Linked DNA regions of Pan troglodytes: region 2 is linked to region 1. Evidence: chromatin contacts called from public HiChIP or PLAC-seq data. All regions are on one chromosome and are shown on one strand. The core of a region is the stretch at or near the end of the contact, and the rest is flanking DNA. Distances in the headings are between cores, read along the strand shown.

Region 1 (4,456 bases), core at 888-3,387:
CATTTCTTTTCTTTTCTTTTTTTTTTTTTTTTAGAGACGCAGTCTCGCTCTGTCGCCCAAGCTGATGTGCAGTAGCGCGATCTCGGCTCGCTGCAACCTCCGCCTCCCGGGTCAAGCGATTCTCCTGCCTCAGCCTCCCGAGTAGCTGGGACTACAGGCGCACGCCACCACGGCTAATTTTTTGTATTTTAGTAGAGACGGGTTTTCACTGAGTTGCCCAGTCTGGTCTCAAATTCCTGAGCTCAGGCAATCCACCCACCTAGGCCTCCCAAAGTGCTAGGATTACAGGCGTGAGCCACCGCGCCTGGCCAACACTACCATTTCTATTTCTCATTAAACTTCTGCAAAATCGGTGTTACAATTCCCATTTCACATATCGGGAAACTGAGACTCAGAGACATTGTGTAATTTACCCAAGGTCACGACTACTCAGTTGATGACCTGAAAAGTGCATCCAGATCTGCAAGAAGTTCCGCCCTTGTGATACTGTTAAGCGCCTGCCAAAAGATGAAGGTCTCTAAACCCCAGTGGGAACCAGGCTTTTTCAGATTTTTCTTTTTTGAGACTGAGTCTCAATCTGTAGTTTTGTTGACCCTTTATTTGCTTACTACCCTATGCCACTACCTCCATATATGCAGGGACCTTTGTCTTGTCACCACTCCAGCACCTAATTTCTTATTACAATCATCTAACATTTTCAAACTCAGAGGAGCTTCAGAATATGAATGTTGTGTTAATAAGAAAATGACTGAAGTTATGTCTTTCCAGAAATGCTCATTTATGTCGTCATATTTTTAGCACTTTTATCTGATTATATTACCTGCTGAAATTTGCTTTGGGGCTTTTTCACAAATAAATTGGAGAAGATGTTTCTATTACAGAATCATGTTAAACTCAGGACCAGTATAATAATTGTGAAACACACAAGGAAGTAGGCAAATAGAACTAGGGTACCCAGTAAATTTCCTTCCTTCTTTCTCTCTCTCTCTTTTTTTTTTTTTTTTTTTTTTTTTGACGGAGTTTTGCTCTTGTTGCCCAGGCTGGAGCGCAGTGTCGCGATCTCGGCTCACCGCAATCTCCGCCTCCCGGGTTCAAGCTATTTTCCTGTCTCAGCCTCCCGAGTAGCTGGGATTATAGGCGCGCGCCACTACGCCCGGCTAATTTTTGTATTTTTAGTAGAGACTGGGTTTCTCCATGTTGGTCAGGCTGGTCTTGAACTCCCGACCTCAGTTGATCCGCCCGCCTCGGCCTCCCAAAGTGCTGGGATTACAGGCGTGAGCCACCGCGCCCGGCCAAGTGTCCCTCTTCTAGTCCAGCATCCGAACAGTAGATTTCAAACAAATACAAAGTTAAGTGGAATAGGCAACAAATGGAAGGGGTGTGAGACTTCAAAATGTCCCAGAGATAGGACCCAACCAAATCCTTGGCCTCGCCAAGCGCCCCCATCACTCTGGCAGAACAGCTCCAGAGACCAGCCCTGGCCAGCCCTGGGTCCCCATCTGTCCTCCCCTCCAAGCTGGTAGCTCCCGCGCCCTCTTGGTCTGTCCTTTAATCTCGCGCGGCGGGGACCGGCAGGATGGTGGTCTCCCCGCGGCTTTGCCTTTCAGGCTCTCAAGTAAAGAAAACCCTCGAAACTCCTGATCTCGAGCACAGCACAGGCTCCGAACTGGCACCGGGCTGAGTCAAGATGGCAAGCCCCGGACTGAACATTCGAATGTCCCTCAGTCTTCCCCGCGCCCAAGCCCCGGTGCCTCTGCCCTAGCCGAGGCCTCTGCGGTCTTCCCGAGCGAGGAGCCGACTGGGGGCCGCCGGACGGCGGAGGACCCTGCTCCTGCTTCCCGAACTACAGATCCCAGGGTGCCTCTCGGACTCGCGCTCCCTCCCTCCCTTGCTCCCTCCCTTCGTCCGTCTCCTCCCCCGGCCCTTGTTGTTTTGGCTGGAAGCACTCCGGCGGAGTTTCAGAGAAAGTCTGGGCAGAAACCAGAGCCGGGCCTGAACGTGGGAAGGGGAGGAGGAAAGGGAGGAAGAGGGAGCCCGGCTGCCGGGAGAGGGAGGGAGGGATCGGGATCTGGGGCCGAGCCGCTCAGGACCTGCCGCGCGCCCCGGGGTGGGGGAGGCGGCGGGGGAGGAGCGCGAGGGGACGGGACAGCGGGATCCCTCCCAGGAGCCAAGCCGCCAAGCGCCTCGTTCCTCTGCTGCTCCCCGCCCTCTTCGGCGGCCGCGAGAGCGGACCCACCCTCCGGCTTGACCTGCGACCTCCCTGCGCCCGCCGCTCAGAAACGCCCCGCGCTTCGCTGCCAACCCTGCGGCTCCCTCTGTGACCCGGGACCAGCCCCGCGCCCGCTGCCCGTAGGCGGCTCGCGGCTTCCCCTTTCCTCGGCGTTCCCCGAGCGCCGCGAAGTGACCCACCCTCCCCCGAGGAGAGAGAAGGAGGATCACTCCGGGCGCATCGAAACCGAGGGCGGGCGGGCGGGCGAGCGGGCACCGCGCAGGGCATTGTGTGTGTGTGTGTGTGCAGCGCTGTGTCTGTTTCGGAAAGCGCTCTGGGGAGGTCTTGTCCCTAGGGGGCGGAGCGCAAAGGACAGAGGCTCCGGCACCGAGTCGGGGCAGAGTCCCGCTGAGTCCGAGCGCTGCTGAGGCAGCTGGCGAGACGGCACGTCTGGAGGCGAGGCGGGCGCACTGAAAGGAGGCTGGCGCGCCCGCGGCCCCGGCTCGCGTTCTGTTCAGGTTCGTGGGCCTGCTGAGGAGAGACTCGAACTCGTGGAACCCGCGCACCGTGGAGCCTGTCCGCCCAGTCCGTCCGGGGTGCGCGACCAGGAGAGCTAGGTTCTCGCCGCTGCGCGCTCGGCAGGCGTCGGCTGTGTCGGGAGCGCGCCCGCCGCCCCTCAGCTGCCCGGCCCGGAGCCCGAGACGCGCGCACCATGAGCGGTGGTGAAGTGGTCTGCTCCGGATGGCTCCGCAAGTCCCCCCCGGAGAAAAAGTTGAAGCGTTATGTAAGTAGAGCTGCGGGCACCACTCCGCGGGCCTCGGCGTCCACACCCCTCCCCAGTCGGCTCGCCGGCGGCTGCAGCTGGCCGCGCTCTGGGCTGGTTCTTAAACGAATGCCGGTCTCTTTCCCCTTGGCCCCTACCCCTGGCGGGCTCGGGACCCGGTGCCTTGCACTCCCTCACGCCCAGGCATCCACTTGGCCGGACAACTTTCTTCCTCCAGGTTCCAGACAGCCTGCTTTGCGGGCCTGTTCGCCCCATAAAAGGACCTAGACGTCCAGCTAAACTCCTGCTGCATGCTTTTCTTCTTCCTTAGGAAGGATGGGGTGCGATGGAGAGAGGAGCCTTCTTCCTGCTTTATTCCTGCATCTGATTATTGGGCTGATGTGTGCTAAAGCTCCCGCACCGGGAAAACTGCCGAGGTTTTAGGGCTCACTAGCCCTTTCTTTGGTGGGCGCTCCCTCTCCTCCGCCCCTCGAGATGGGTTGCGGGAAGCGGGCTGTGGAGCTGAGGAGTTGGTAGTAGAGACAAGCATATCGAACGCGCGCAAAAGGGAAAGAAAGAAAAGTTATTACGCGCCCTGCCGTTTGCTTAGCAGGGTTCACATTTTCGCGGTTTTGAATTGAGGGACTTTGGAGTTTGGCCCGGGAGCCTTGGCGGTTTGCTGCGAGAGGAGGGCGCTGGGGGGAGCCTAGTGGCTGGTGTTTGGGCGCCTTGGATGTGCTGTCAAACTCGGCAGGAGGGGACAGCTGAAGCCAGAAGGGATTTCAGTTGCGGTCCTTTCCCAGGGAACCAGAGTGGCTTTAATGGTGTTTGTGTAATTGATACAAGATGCTATGTGTTAAACCGTTTTAGCTGTTAGGAAAAATATTCCTTGAAAGTATCAACCTTGCTTTAGTGGAAACCTGTGTCCTCTTCAGAGACCTGGGATCTTATTCTTCCTCCCCATTGGTTGTTTTGTTGCTGCTCCCTTGCAAAGGAAAGAAATGACACTTTTGTGCTGACATCTGGATCGAATATTTTTCTAGTAAAATGTGTTTGCAAAAGCAAAATTTATGCCCCCTTAAATATAATATAAATTTAATGCCTGTACGAAGGGAACCCGTTTGTCGTTGAGGAATATCTACACCCAGTATTAGAGCTCAGGTTAATCCTGTTAGTCACTGTTTGCTTGTATAGAACAGAGTGAAGTACACAGAGTGAAGTATTTAACTTCACTGACAACTCACCAGTGAATTTCTGATTTACTTTCTGCCAGAATTTATTATAGACAAGTAATTTTATTGAAAGACTCGATGCCACAAATCATAAGAAAGCTCTCCAGAGATGTGTAATGCCTCCAAATCCTGTCCATCTATCAGTTTTCCTGAATATCCTAGTAAAAATGCTAACTTTATTCCAAAAATATGAGCGAGGCAGTGTTTTTTTTTTCCAGCTGTTCTAAAGAGAAAGGTAGGGGTGTGTGTGTG
Region 2 (4,215 bases), core at 882-3,381, 180 kb after region 1:
AGCCTAGGAGACAGGGCAAGCCACTGTCAAAAAACAAACAAACAAACAAAAACAAAAAACCAGCAACGATCAGTTTCAATACTTTTGTAAATATGCTTCCAACTTTTATCTACATTTTTGAACTGTTAAACCAAATTTTTCAGTTAACACTTTATAAATTAACATTCTTTGGCTAGGTGCGGTGGCTCACGCCTGTAACCCCAGCACTTTAGGAGGCCTAGGCGAGCAGATCACTTGAGACCAGGAGTTTGAGACTAGCCTGGCCAAAACAGCAAAACCCTGTCTCTACTGAAAATACAAAAATTAGCCAGGCGTGGTGGTGCACGCCTGTAATTCCAGCTACTCCGGAGGTTAAGTCATGAGAATCCTTTGAACCTGGGAGTTGGAGATGCAGTGAGCCGAGATCACGCCACCGCACTGAGCCTGGGCGACAGAAACTGTCTGAAAACAAAACAACACAAAACAACCATTATTCTACATTAATGGTTGTTAAAGGTTAATAGTTCATTTTCTGGGTGTATGACAGTTTTAAAGACATAACTTTTAATACTGGATTCAGCCTACTGTTGTTAGCTTTTTGCAGTTATATATGAAGACTATGATGAACATCATTGTAGGTATTCATCTTTGCATATATCCTTAGACATTTCCTTATAGTCTAAGAACTAGCATTTCTAGTGGAGTGGGGACATTTTTCCAGATGTCCATTTAAGAATTATCATTCCATTAGTTAAAAAATTTGCAGGCTATATATTCAAAGGGGATCCCTTCTGTTTGGAATTCAACATAACCAGTTAGCTCAAACCTCAACTCTTGAAAAATGTGTCTCCTTTACTCAACAAACATTTAGAGAATACTGAGTATGAGGAATAAAAAAAGATAAATAAGATCCTGTACTGGGCAGGTAATCTACTGTAGTATGCAGATTCGTTATCAAACAGACTACAATGTATTTAAATTCTGTAGGCGATGAATGCACAAGGCCCTTAAGCTGCATTGAAGGCTGCCTAAGGCAGTATACAAAATCAGTGCTGAATATTTGTTAACACTTAAGGAGAATGTACGTTTTAATTTTCATGTTTGATGCTTGGGGAAAAGATTACATCGCACCACCTATCTTCCCCATATATTGATTATTCGTGTTTCTCACTTCCATGGTAGTGTGCACGTTATTTGCTTAACTTTGGCATATAAATTCAGAAGAAATATCATTTAACTCTGTGCCTAAGGAGGGTATTTAGAAATAACCGACGCAGCTAACATGAGAAGGCAAAAAAAAAAAAAAAAAAAGAAAAAAGAAAAAAGAAAAAATCACACTAACGGACTTTTTTTTTTTCTAACAACAAAAAACCGTGAGACTTCACTTGGGGTAACCATAACGTCGTCAAGGCTGTGGCGTCACGCCTCTAAGCGGATACGGCAGAAGTTTTGGGGCCAGACACAAGACTTCCACGTTTGAATGGGCAGCGCAAAACCCAGGCAAGTTTTCCGGTAGTGCCGCCGACCCCTGTCAGGCACAGAAGACACAGCGAGAACCATCAGCCGTTATGAAAGCCTAAAACACTGAGCTCGCGTCCTGCCAAGCAGCCGGCTCACAAACCTACGCCTCCGAGCGCTCCCTGGAGGTCCCGCCCACTCTTCTCTCCCGAGCCGGCTAGAGGTCTGGAAGAGGGCGGGCCAAGGGTGAGGAGGGCAGTATGCGCATGCGCGCTCAGGACCCAGTCAGTGAGCCAATAAGGAATCTCGCGAGTGTTGAAAGTCGGTGGCGTAGGTAGTCGTCCTGGATGCTGGCGAGATAGATGATATCTTCCAGAGGAAGAGGAGGAGGCGGCGAAGCGTTTTCCCAGCCTCAGTCTCTCTTTCGTTTTCCTTTTCCCTCCCCCCAACCCTCCGCCCTTCTCTAAATCAGCCGGCCTTCCTTGACCTCGGTGACCCGTCTGGCCCCGCCCACCCCCGTCGACGTGATTCCCGCCGTGAGGTAAGCGCCGGTGGAACCTAGAGCCCCGCGGAAGAGCAGAACGTTTGGGAGTGTGCAGCTCCTGGGTCCGGCTCAGGCCCGTCGCGGAGGCGCGGCGCAGGGGAGCGCTCGGGTGGGAGTCTCGCTCCTCCACCAGTTTATTGCGACGTAGCATCCAGGCCTAGGCCTCCCCGTCCATCCCCGCCGGACTCGGGCCTCTGGCAGCAGCGGGTGACGCAGACGGAACATCATGTCGTCCGCGGCCGAGCCTCCGCCACCCCCGCCTCCCGAGAGCGCGCCTTCCAAGCCCGCAGCCTCGATCGCCAGCGGCGGGAGCAACAGCAGCAACAAAGGCGGCTCCGAAGGCGTCGCGGCGCAGGCGGTTGCGTCTGCGGCCAGCGCGGGTCCCGCAGACGCCGAGATGGAGGTGAGGGCGACTTGCGGCATGGGGAGCGGGTGCAGCGGGGAGGAGGAGCTGGCTCCCTCGCCGGATCGTGGCGATCGGACGCAGAGCCGGGTTTCTCTCTCTGCACCAGACTCAGCTTCACACCCTGTGGATACGAAATGATGCTCTCACTCTTGCTCCCTTGTTCTTAACCTATTCGAGCCAAGCAAAATGGATTTCTGGCTCCTCACATTTAAATTATTTGTCTCTTTCGTGAATCTTGACAAATCTTTGAACGCTCTCAGTGAACAGATGTTCTTGGTTACCGTGGCCCGGGGGACCCATCGTTTTTTTCCCACTAGACTCCCATAATTCCCTCTCCTACCTCTGAATGTGGTTTTTAGTTTCCACCAAACTTCGGGGAAGGGCGAGGAGATGACCCCTTAGGAGCGGGATGCACGGGCGGGGTGAAGGAGGCATTTAAAAGCAGCGCGTCCGAGGACTTGGGCCTCCTTTTCTTCTTCCCGGTCCTTGCAGGGGCGGTATCTGTTGTGGGCAGAAACAATGGCGAGAGCTGGATGGCCGAGTGCGCAGTGGGGATAAGCGGGGCGCAGCTGCTTCTGTGAAGGGAGAGAAGGCCCCTCCCAGGCACTATTCCACTGGAAGGGAAGCAACCAAGGCAGCAGCAGCTGTCTCGGATCCCCCATCTAATTTAGGGGGGATGAATAAGTGTAGGAATGAATTAGAGAACCAGGCGCAGTTGGTTGGCTCTCAATCCGGCACTTTTCTCTTTTTGGCCTCTGGCCTTAAGAAAAAAAAAATTAGTACCACTCGCTGCCGAGACTTATGGGTTTGGGTTGGGCAGGGGATGCTGACAGTACTGAGGGGGCTGGAAAGATGGGGGAAGCTGCCAGGCGGGTAAATTGGATATGCTTCCAGGCTTTGCATCTGGGGACAAAGTAATTGCTCCTTCCAATTTTTATTTTCTTGGCCTTCGACCTGTTTTGAGATATTTTGTAAGTCGGAGCCTAAAGATTTCTGGGATTTTCCTATCCTTAGACAGAATGAAAGTAATACTGCTCCGAAGATGAGTCTTGATGCAGAATCATTATACAGTAAGGAAATGGTAGCGTAATTTACCATTGAGGCTTTTGGCACAGTAGTTATATTTGGGTAGCTGGGGTTAAGTAACATTAATGTTAGTAATCATTTAAAGAACTTTTAGTGGTGAGGGTAGGTTTAGTGACATAGGAACTCCTGATAGTTCCTGTAGTTTTGAGTGATTAAGATAAGATTACTTTCAAATTAAAATATATTCAGTGTTGCCTTTTTTTCCTTAAGGAAATGGTTCTTTTGGGTTACTAGGGCTCTTTAACTTGGATTTCTGTTCCAAGGCTTAAGGGGTTTGACACAAAGCAATTATGTGTAAATGTGCAGTTCTCTACAAAAATCTGTTTATAGTTTTCCTCAGCTTCTCAAAGGGGTCTGCCATCCAAACTTTGGAAAAATGAATGTTTCACCAGGGGTTTTATTAATATCTGAATGCAGAGTAATTTTAAGCCTAAAGCAAGTCAACATTTTTGACTTGAAGTTGCTATTTTAAATGAAAATTGATTTTAAGTTCAAACGTGAGTATAGATGTTATCACTACCGTATTAAATTAGTGATATTTTCATTTGCCAGTTGGGGAAATTGAGTTCTACTAGGTAGAACCTGTAATAAAACTCGGATCTGCCGTTAAAAGTGAGCCGTTTCCCACCCATCTTGCTCTGCCATGTTCTTACCAAAAAAAAAACATATTTGGCGGTTCAATTTATTGAATAACATAGTTATTTTTACCTTCCTAGTATAGAAATATTAGGAATTTTATTTT

The links. HiChIP or PLAC-seq counts read pairs in DNA pulled down with a chosen protein or histone mark.
Region 2: a contact with region 1 is called in an H3K4me3 HiChIP or PLAC-seq map of stem cell-derived excitatory neurons, with 4 times the contacts expected there. The contact joins the promoter of LOC107974423 here to the promoter of GAB1 in region 1. A contact is called at or near these places in 1 of 7 Hi-C or Micro-C datasets (stem cell-derived neural progenitor cells) and 1 of 1 datasets of contacts at active chromatin or transcription factors (stem cell-derived excitatory neurons).

Annotation. Positions count from the first base shown.
Region 1 is chr3:144,789,663-144,794,118 of NHGRI_mPanTro3-v2.0_pri, forward strand. GAB1 (GRB2 associated binding protein 1) reads left to right here and starts at 2,138. Exons shown (of 10, transcript XM_003310530.7): 1 at 2,138-2,993. The coding sequence starts at 2,922.
Region 2 is chr3:144,970,275-144,974,489 of NHGRI_mPanTro3-v2.0_pri, forward strand. It overlaps LOC107974423, which reads right to left and starts at 2,132. Exons shown (of 2, transcript XM_016952276.2): 1 at 1,601-2,132; 2 at 1,407-1,507. The coding sequence starts at 2,132. The coding sequence ends at 1,407. SMARCA5 (SWI/SNF related, matrix associated, actin dependent regulator of chromatin, subfamily a, member 5) reads left to right here and starts at 1,993. Exons shown (of 24, transcript NM_001271659.1): 1 at 1,993-2,384. The coding sequence starts at 2,208.